Regions from separate parts of the Mus musculus genome. Here all the other regions are linked to region 3. The links are chromatin contacts, called in public Hi-C maps. All regions are on one chromosome and are shown on one strand. Each heading gives the region's core, a stretch centred on a gene start, on an enhancer-like site or on the middle of the called end of the contact. The rest is flanking DNA. Distances are from core to core; before and after follow the strand shown. Region 1 overlaps Mctp2 (multiple C2 domains, transmembrane 2). Region 2 has its middle 41 kb from the start of Gm34612. Region 3 has its middle 8.7 kb from the start of Gm29683.

The links. A called contact is a pair of places that touch in the nucleus more often than the background predicts.
Region 1: a contact with region 3 is called in a Hi-C map of pancreatic cancer cells, with 6 times the contacts expected there. The contact joins two enhancer-like sites. A contact is called at or near these places in 12 of 484 Hi-C or Micro-C datasets (cardiomyocytes, cerebral cortex, cortical neurons and 8 more) and 12 of 115 datasets of contacts at active chromatin or transcription factors (VIP interneurons, astrocytes, craniofacial prominence and 9 more).
Region 2: a contact with region 3 is called in a Hi-C map of cortical neurons, with 2.4 times the contacts expected there. The contact joins two enhancer-like sites. A contact is called at or near these places in 7 of 484 Hi-C or Micro-C datasets (cortical neurons, embryonic fibroblasts, nephron progenitors and 1 more) and 7 of 115 datasets of contacts at active chromatin or transcription factors (astrocytes, craniofacial prominence, embryonic forebrain and 4 more).

What each region holds. Positions count from the first base shown.
Region 1 is chr7:72,145,400-72,148,760 of GRCm38.p6, reverse strand. The region is part of intron 17 of Mctp2 (multiple C2 domains, transmembrane 2); the gene reads left to right. Among named protein-coding and RNA genes, the nearest start is that of Gm36696, 36 kb to the right of the region's middle. Within about 2 kb of position 1,715, at least 7 of the 459 cell types and tissues checked have an H3K27ac peak or open chromatin away from gene starts, as enhancers often do. A contact at or near this core is called in pancreatic cancer cells and stem cell-derived motor neurons, where this site is marked.
Region 2 is chr7:68,831,770-68,835,095 of GRCm38.p6, reverse strand. No RefSeq gene overlaps it. Among named protein-coding and RNA genes, the nearest start is that of Gm34612, 41 kb to the right of the region's middle. Within about 2 kb of position 1,460, at least 21 of the 459 cell types and tissues checked have an H3K27ac peak or open chromatin away from gene starts, as enhancers often do. A contact at or near this core is called in cortical neurons, where this site is marked.
Region 3 is chr7:70,344,924-70,348,098 of GRCm38.p6, reverse strand. No RefSeq gene overlaps it. Among named protein-coding and RNA genes, the nearest start is that of Gm29683, 8.7 kb to the right of the region's middle. Within about 2 kb of position 1,723, at least 70 of the 459 cell types and tissues checked have an H3K27ac peak or open chromatin away from gene starts, as enhancers often do. A contact at or near this core is called in cortical neurons, pancreatic cancer cells and stem cell-derived motor neurons, where this site is marked.

The sequences.
Region 1 (3,361 bases), core at 466-2,965, 1.8 Mb before region 3:
AAGCTAAAAATACAGCATTAAACAATTGTCCTCAATTAGAAAATGCATAGCAGATATAATAACATTTTTGTTCATTTCATTGTTTCTTTTTGTACATTAGGAACTTTAAAGGCAAAGTTAATGACTTAAAGAGTTGAGATTTCTTTCTCTAATGCTACTTAAGGTTCAAAAGTTCTTAAATTGCAATTTTTGTAAGGACATGTATTCATTTGCAATTTTTTTAGGTTTCAGCTTGAACACACTGACTCTAAAGTGATTCGCTTAAACACACAGCTAATTCCGGTTCTCCTATTTTCTTTTAGCCTCATTTTTTAAAAAAAGCCTTGCAGTGCACATTTTCTAAGGGAACTGCCGTGATTCTAAGGAAATGTAATTATTTTGGTTTAAGTGCTTGAGGCTTTAGAAGTTGAGTGTCATCGGTGGACAACTGTGACGGTCCTGGGGAAATTGTCTGAATTTCTGTCATAGTCTTTCTAGTGAACTGTCTGCTAAGCCATATGATAAAGTTCAAATTCCAATAAGGTCTGTCTACTGTTCCCTTAGATCCAGACCATCTTGTAATAGAAAACAGGGAGAAAAGGAGAGGGAGAGAGGGAGGGAAGAAGGAGGGAGGGAGGGAGGGAGAAAGAGAGAAGAGAGAAGAGAAAAACTGGACTTCTTATATTTTGCTTCAATTGCTCTTTCAATAACTCATGAGGGAGACCAGTAGAAGGCAAGTCTGACCCCCTGAAAACCTATTTTGCAGCCTTCATATGAAGAATATTCAGTTCTCGGCTCTGTTAGCGGCTGACCAGAATCTAATCCATTAAAAATATATCGTGGTAAGCAGTTCTCGAAAATGTTTATGTGAGATTAACAGTCAGAGAGGATGTGTTCATCCGGAAATAGGTTACTGCTTGGCCAGTTGTCCTGCAGAGAAGCCTGCAGGACAGAAGGAGATTTAAAAGCCTGCAGTGTAAGGACTGTATTTGATCCCCCTCTTTCTTTTGCATATAACTGTTCAACACTCACATGTGGATTTCTTCAAGAGATCTATTTTGAAGTTAATTTTAAGAGCAAAGGCCTGGCATGTTTTGTGGGGGATACCCCCATCTCTGTCCCATGACCATCAAATGACCTATGCATATCTTAATGTAACTCACTTACTTTACAGACCCAGCTTCCTAGCTTAGGAAAAGATGGGGTGCAGATTTTGCTACAGATTGTGGTGGCAATCCAGCTTTCTGCTTGATTGAAGTCCAGCCTCTGCAGTAGACACAGGTGCCCATAAAGAATGCCTTGGAGGTGGATGCTACCTATAGTATCAGGGCCCCCGAATGACTAAGAGATCAAATACACTGGCTAAAAAGCCTTAGGGAAGCATTATGTGTCTGTGGTCTGATCTATTGTCTGGGAGGTCGGGGAGTGTTAATGCACTCCGTAAAGATTACACTCCCTCTCTAATTGCTCACACACTTCCTTAAAGGATTTAAGCAGTCAGGAGAGGTGACTCAACTTGGCAGTTTTTTTGTCTTCTGCTACAGTTGAAATGTATTCTGTCTTCCCACCTAGACCACTAGATCAAGTATCCTCACTAGTCTGGAAGGCACACATCCCTAATGAGGGTTGAAAGTAACCAGAGATGATAATTTCAACACAGTTCCCACTTGCTCTTTAAATACCCTGGAGTGCACCCTGTAAGGACAGCACCACTGTGTCCCATGGGGCACAAAAAAAGAGTCCAAAGGTCTGCATTGATTTTTGGCCCAAGGCTTTCATCATCTCATCTCAGTGCTGGGATGCTGTGTGGCATTTTATATATTAGGGTTAGATCAGTAGGTGAGTTAAACATGTGAGTTTTACCATCTCTGAATTTCCTCCTTTACCAACACACACACACACACACACACACACACACACACACACACACACTCATACCTATACACAGACACACTCACATCCTCAAATACACACATGCATAGAAATGCACTCTCATAATACTTATACTCTTTTGCACATGCACACATGCACACACAGGGACACACACAGAAACACATGTTCTAAAATGTTTACAAGACCTATCTACAAAGAGGGCTTGATAGGCTTTCATTGCAAACTTCAATAACATATAAGCACATTTCTACAAAGCCCCCCTTCCCAGCTTTGGAGTGCATTTACTAAGTTTTATATAGGAGCCCATGAAACAATATGCTCTTTCCAGAATGATACAAAAACAAACAAACAAACAAACAAACCTAAAATGAAGGCTTGACAAACTCATTCACATGGTGTTGTAGGGAATCCTGGTTATCTGTGTGTTTGGCAGAGTACATCGCATCTGTTACATTTGTAATTAGCATGGCTATAGGAGTGGGGAGGGCAGGTATGCACCCCTCTCTGGATGTTCTCTCCCCACTAGACACCATTGCATCACTGAGAGGTACGGATCCATCTTAGATCCATCCTAACCGTGAATACAGATTGCGTATGTGGCCTGGAGCCCACAGTATAATGTTTATGTGGTGTGTGAAAGAGACCTGGGAGGATTCCCCATGATTCACGATGGTCCTGAGTGATGGGTGTGGAGGAACATTTTTTTAAAAAGAAATCCTTGTTTGTCCCTTGGGATTTTTCACACTTCTTAGCCGACAACACGGTATTTTACTTGTCCCATATAAAGCTGTCAGTGTGTGCGTTATATGTGTGTCTTCAAGACGCTAAGCAGACGATGAGAACAATCGCTGGAGGGAGAAAAACACATTTGAATGAGAATCTGCAGAGGGGGTGCTTCTCGAGGATCCCTGGCCCCTGCTTCTACACCGAGGACTTCTTCTCACACATTTTTTTTTTCTTTCTGCGTGTTATCTCACACCGTTGGTAGATTGCGCTGAATGTTTCATCTGTATATAAAAATTAAAAATTCAAACAAAAATCTGGCCCACATGAAGAACAGGCCCTTTGGGCATATGGTTCATTATGCATATTCGTTTAATTACTAAAACACTTGTGATGGCTTTTCTGCCCTTGCTTTCAACTTCCAAAGTTGGAGCTCTTCTATTGCTCAGAAAATGCAGCGCAGAATTCTGTTTTGAAGTGGGTGTGTGCATGTTGGGGGGGGGGAGAATAAAACTCTTTGAAGAAATGATGTAGTTCACTCGGAAGAGGAAGGTTTCTTGATATAAAGCTGATGGGCTCTGACATCCCTTCCTCCGCTTCTCAAGCACCTTCCTCTCTCCCCTGCAGTCCCAATACAGAGACCCTTCCCCCCCCTCCCCCAACCCAGGACTGCTCTTACAGTGGTTAGTTCACATAGATGTGAGCTGGGAGGTAAGGTGAGACTAAGGATGTAGGTTTCCAGCATGTTCCCTCTGAGAAACACGGG
Region 2 (3,326 bases), core at 211-2,710, 1.5 Mb after region 3:
TGTATATACTGGACCATTTGAGTTAACTTGGAATGACTAGGACTTCCACCCAAAGCTGCAATTAGTTTCAACTCCTTCTTTCAATTTGTAATGAGCATATTAAATGTTGTGCTGATGTTTGGCACAATTCTGGTCCTCAGAAGAATTTTACTTACAGGAGCCATTCTTGATTTCATTTGAAAACGCAGTGGACACCTCTAAGATGCTGTTTCTATTAGAATGAATGAGGAACGTGCTCTTTTGAGACTCTAAATGAGTAATGTCGGCTGCCAAGTAAGTAGTTTGCTCTAGGTCAAGGCAAAAAAAAAAATCATCCTTCAGCTCTCACTGCTGGCTGTGGGCAAGCTCGGCTGCCTGGCTTCGTGGAGTTCTCTTTAGGGTAGTGAGCTGAATGCCTGACCAAAAAAAAAAAAAAAAAAAAATTCTCTCCTCTCCTCACACCCTGTCCCAGCATAATCTTCTCCTGAACGACAGGTGGCAGTAAAGAGACACAGCCTGCAGGAGCTAATTAAAGAGGGTTTTCTATCTACTTCAGGAGGGATTATACAAATGCTGCTTAACACGCAGGATTGGGTAGGGGAAAGATAAAAAACCTGATTCAAGCTTCTTTGCACATGCGGTTCTGTCTCTACATATGTTACACCTAGCTCGGAGATTCTGCCCACCAGCCTCTTCCCTGATTTCAAGCAATCACCTCAGGGTATAAATGTTCTTACTGTGGAGAGCTCAATGTGTGTCATGCATAGGCCTATAACCAAAGACTCTGTAGCTGACCCCAGGTAGACAAATGTGGACACACACACACACACACACACACACACACACATGCACACACGCAGCTAAGATAGCTCAAGCTTGTCAAAAGCACAGATTCCAAAGCAGCCAAGCCAAGGGGTGCATTGTGTGAAATCTGCCATATTACGGGAACATTTGGTTTCTGAACTGCCTTAAAATGGTGACCTTTTTCCAATTGCCAAATAAACATTCTGCAAGCTGCACTGGTGTCGAACAAAAGTATCATCCAATAGTTGACGGTGCTGATCAAAGAGTTGTCTTTTAGGGTCTTTTGTCATTTCAACCAGAAAAAGACATTTGCTTAAAATCTGAGCACTGAAACTGGCTCACTTTGCATTAAAGGCACAGTAAAAAGAAAAAAAAATTGAGAATGCACAGCACACAGATCTCTGAACAATGCACATCCAAGAAAAGGGGGAAGGGGGAATAAAACATCGAGTTCCAGGGGATACATGACTAATTTTGAGTTAAGGAAAACTGGGGGTGTCTGTTCCAGTGGGAGCTGTCCCCAAAGATCGGCAATTGCAAGCATGAATCATCACGGCCTGGAAAATACAATCTGTAGTTCATCTAGTACATTTCGCCCAGAAGATACAATCTATGACAGTCAATTCTTACCCATGGAGCTGCAGCATGCCTCCCAGTGACACATCTACAGTTAAGTCTAGCCAAGTTTCACTGACTCACCCGGCTCTCTATGCCTCTCTCTGGATCGTACCCAGTGAAGGCACAGACTGGCCCCATCCTTCACATAGTCGCACAGTTTAGCCTGTTGGCTGAGCAACAAGCCCTACTTCTGGTTATAGGATCAAATGAAAGGAAGGGGACATTGACCGTAATACCAAAAATCCAGTTGACAATGTTAATCATCACGACTAGCTACGGAGGGCTCTTTGGGTATGACTAGCTTGTCTTCATCTTCTCCTTTTGTTTTGTCTATGTTTGCTTGCTTTTGATATTGTTTTTGTGTCTGTTTTTGAGACTAAGTCTCACTATGTAGCCCATGTTAGTATGGAACTCATTATTTTTCCTCCATTTCCCAAGTGCCAGGACTTCAGGCAAGCACCACAACCAATTCCAGCTACTTTCTCTCTTCTTGGTATTTGGCAAGCCCAGGTATTTCATGGCAAGTTGTGTGCATGGATGTGTGGGCAGTGAGAGAGTTAGAAACACTCCAGACAGAGAACCCCAACTCATCCTTGTCCTGGCAATCTGCTGAGGACAGCAGTTCAAACCACTTCTATTGTGAGGACGTTCTTCTTAGCCAAGTGGCATGAATGTTTCTTAAGAACAAATTATTTTTAAAGAAAATTTAATTTTTATTCAATGATAGTAAGTCCCCAAACACTAACTCTTGAGAAAGAAACAAAAGAGTCAAGGAAATAGCTCAAGATAATGAAAATCTTGTCTCAGAGACTGGACCACATTTAAATCGCAACCCACACAGGTTGCTCTGTTCACTCTCCCCACTTCCATTTCTTTACACAGCTAAAAACATGGCTCTGCTTTTGTCTGCATAACTTGCCTTGAACCTTCTAGGTAGGAGAAGCCACCTGACACCAAGAAGTTTTGCATCTATAAGCATGAGTGGCTGCTCCTTGCATCTTGAATGTTATAAATCCCATGATAAAGGAGCCAGAACCTTGACCACTAATCCTTTATCATATTCCCCTGAGCACTGGAAATACCAGCCACCTGTCCATGTAAGGGACTTACATAGGGACCAGGAGAGTCATTGATAAAACACAAGACACCCAAGGAAATGTGTGCCTAACAAACAACAAATCACTTGTGTTCGTAAGGTCCTTGAAATGTGTTGGGTATATTTTAACCGGAAATTTTGTTATTTTAAATTGAAATTTCACAGCGTGCTGCACTCTCCTTTACCAAATATAAAACAGCAAACTTCAGAGTAAAATGTCTCTGAGGAGCGTCACCTGAGATTCTTATGAAAACAGGTAATCCACTAAGAAATCGGAAGATCTATGGTGTGGCTAGGTCCTACTCTGCAGCCTGTATTCTACTGGATACTGAATACTACTACGCAGCCTGATTGGAGTCAGGCTGGTCATTCTATTCTTTTCACCCTCTTAGTAGACAGTTGAGTTCATAAATTAACATGTCTGTATTGGTATAGAAACTCTTACCAAGCCACTCATTCCTAAATTACTAAAAAAACAAACAAACAAACAAACAAACAAAAACCAAACATATGACTACAAGCTCCACCAGGCAGAGCTGTGTATAAAGAAGACACCCCAGGGAAGCACATGAGCCACCGACCAAAGGGCCTTCTATAAAATCATCATGGGTTTTAAGGTACCCTCCCCAGAAAGCACATATCAAAATCTTGTATTTAAAAATGCACCCATCTCCTTCCCTTCACCTCCAAGATTTGCCAGGACGAGGTGGATTCAGAGAGCCACCTAAGTCCTGAGTTTTAAGCAGCATCAGTTGTCTGAGAGGGGTGAGCCTTGAGCAGCTCCTATGAGGAAAGACGGGATGCCACATGAATCCTATGTCTTCTTACT
Region 3 (3,175 bases), core at 474-2,973:
ATACTGCAAAAGGCCTGGCCTAGCTCTGTACTTATTTTATTGGGAGATGTGAGGCAAAGGGTGTCCTAAACAGGGTCTTAGGCCTCTGAAGTTCGGTAAGTCCCTCCTATTTCTTCCTAGTTTAGCTGGAGAGATCTGATAGAAAGTGAAGAGAGGGTCGGAGGCAGCGTGGGCATCCCTTGTGCTCTGGCAGAGAGAATAGGAGACCCCCATGCGGGAATTGATGGGGACAAGGAAAGGGAAACCCCGACCTGCTAGTGGGGCGGATGCTTCCCTCTACAGCCTGAGACTTCCCGTGGCTCTCGCCTTGCGCCTAGCTTCGTCAGGCAAGCCTTGTTAATAACGCCCAGGCTCGATGGCCCCCGCCCTCCCCATCTCTCCACGCTTCATCCCTCTGCCTTACCACCCCCCTCCCCACCTCTTCCTTCCTTCCTGCAAATGGGTGTTAACGTGGGTCTTTATGTTCTGTCTATAACTAGGATGTAATCACGCGCCCCATGCCTCTCTCTAAAAGCATTTAATAAATGTCTATTAAAGCGCTACAAATGTAAGATGAATTTAGTGGCGCGGCTGCCTCCCTGAATCCAAACGGTAATGATGGATTTATCAACGGGGATTCGCCTTCAGCACAGCGAGGGAGGTTTACTCAGCAAATACGTCGGCGAGCACCCACCCAAATACAATCATTTGACCCCCTGCGGGCGTTAGCCGCTGTGTCCCTTCCCAAAGCTAGGCAGGCAGGTCAGGGTCGTCGGGGCCAACTCAGACCCAGGAGGACCAGAGGGGAGGTCTCATCCATCTCCTGGTGTCTAAATCCCTCCTCCTCTGTCAAAGGCCTTGGATCTTCCTCTCTTGGAGAGTGTGTAGGTACCTGGCCTACAGATTTACAGGTGGGGAGCAAAGGTTCTAAGGGCAGAATGAAGTGTGACATCACTGAGTGCTCCAGCATCCTTCTTGGTTTGGCAGAGATAGCGATTGCTCCTGAGTCTGCAATTGTGTAGCTTAAATGTTCTGGCTTTGACTAGATTCTCAAGGCCTGGGATGCTGTCTGACTGAGTTAGGGCACAGCTCTAGGACAGATGCCTCTGGTCTTCAGGCCTCCGGAGAGGCGAGTATGTCTATCCACCTTACCTCACACTCCTTAATCCCACTAAGACCAACCAGAGGTAGCCTTCAAGAGTGGGGCAAAACTTCTAGACCTTTTCCTCTAACCTGATCCTGTTCCTCACAACCTGACCCTGCCTTGTCCACCTGGTCATTTAAAGTTCTCTGGACCATGGATTTTCAGAAATTGGTTTGGGTTGTGATCTTTAACACCCACGGTCCCATGAACTACTATATTTTTATTCTTTTTCTTTTCTTTTCTTTTTGTCTTTTCTCTTCCTCCCCCACCCCCTTTTTTCCGAGGAGGGGTTAGTGCTGGCCTGTTCCATCAAGCCCAGTTCGCATTTGCGTTGGCTTCTGAATTCTCTTTCTTCTTTGGAAATTTCATTGAGATGTCTCTGTACTCCGCTTGTCAGTTATCTTTGTTCCTCTTAAATAAAGGGCTTTTAAATGGACTTATTGCTCCCAGCGTGGGTTCCTCTCTCTAAATGTTAGAAAATTGTGCCATCTACCCGCTATGCCGAGTACTGTCACACTTGGAGACCTTGGGGACCTCCGGACTGGCTTCAATGCTGCAGTGTCAGGGGCCGCTGCGGGCAGCAGGAGGAGGGGCGGCTCACGTGGATTTTTACAGCTCTCCGCCTGCAGCCAGCCCTCGTGGCCGCGACAGGGCATGGCCCGCGATGCGCGGAGCCTCCTGCTTTCTGGCGGCCAGGAACTTGGCTGCAGCGCTTGATCCCGGACCAAATCGCAGGCGTGGCGCCGGGGCTCTTCCCTTCTTCGTGAAGCTGTTGCCGGAGGAGGCACCTGGGTTGGCTTTAGACTGGGACAGCCACTATGGGTCACGGATAACAGAGGACAATGGGGCGAATAGGGCCTGTCCGGGAGGGGCAGAAGGAGGCTGTCGCAGCGCTGTTAAAGAGCTCTCGGCAACGGCAACGTCTGCATGGAGACTGAAGCCGGAGGAGAGCAAGAGCGGCTGAATGCCTTCCCACGGCTCTTGGCCAGAGAACTCCTGGCCCCGTAGTTGGGATACAACTTTCAAATTTGTTCTAGTCCTGTTCGAGAAAGGGCAGAACTTTCCTTAAGTGGAATGCGGTTTTGATGGAACGCTTCAGAACAAGTCAGGTGTATGGTGTGGGGTCTCCTCGCCATGACCCCTCCGGAGTAAAACACCACCCACAACCGCAGGTTATTTTGAATGAGTTAAAATGGATTAACAGTTTAAATTTTATTATGTAGCTACCCCTTTCAGATCTCCCCCCCCCCAATTTAACCCATTAGGGGTATTAGCTATGTTTTTTCCTTCCAAGTGTCAGTTGAGTATTTATGCTTTTGCAGAGGGGGAAAATCTTCGATACGGCGTATGGCTTTTATTACATGTTTCACACTGTTCAAGAAATGGAGTTTTAAGCAACATACAATTAAATCTATATTGCTGTTTGGAGGAGGGCCAAGGAACTCGGCAATCAATTAGTTTAGATCTTTTGATACTTGTTGCTAAAATACAAGTATAAAACTACAACCTTCAGGGCTAGCTGCTCCCCTCCTTTTAACAAGAAAGCAGGCTAGTTAGGAATGTCAGAAGGAATGGCAGTTGCTCTTGCCTCCAGTTTATCCTTTGAATTCTTCAGTGATACTCACAGATTTTTTTTTCTACTTCCTCCTTGCCTTCCCAACAGTTTCTTGTCTCCTGTTTTTAGCTTTGTTTTAGGATTTTGTTAATAAATTTACTTTTTAATTGTATTATTTACAAGTGACTTTTTCACTCATTACTTTCTTTTTCTTCTCCTGTAGCCTTACACCCAAGAAGGAAAACGGCTTAATATCTACCAAAGTACACTGTTTTCCCAACAAAGGCAAATTTTATTCTTTACAGCCAGTGCAGGGGGGGGGTCTCTCTTGTTTCTTTCTTTCTCTCTATCTCTCTCTCAAACAAAATAAAACAAAACAAACCCCACTATTTCATTAGTAATCATTTACATGGAGCAGAAACTGCTGCTTCTGTCAAAGTGTCACCATTTATGTCCCTGCCTGTCTCTGGGGCAGTCCCTTAGGCTATTGGTACTCT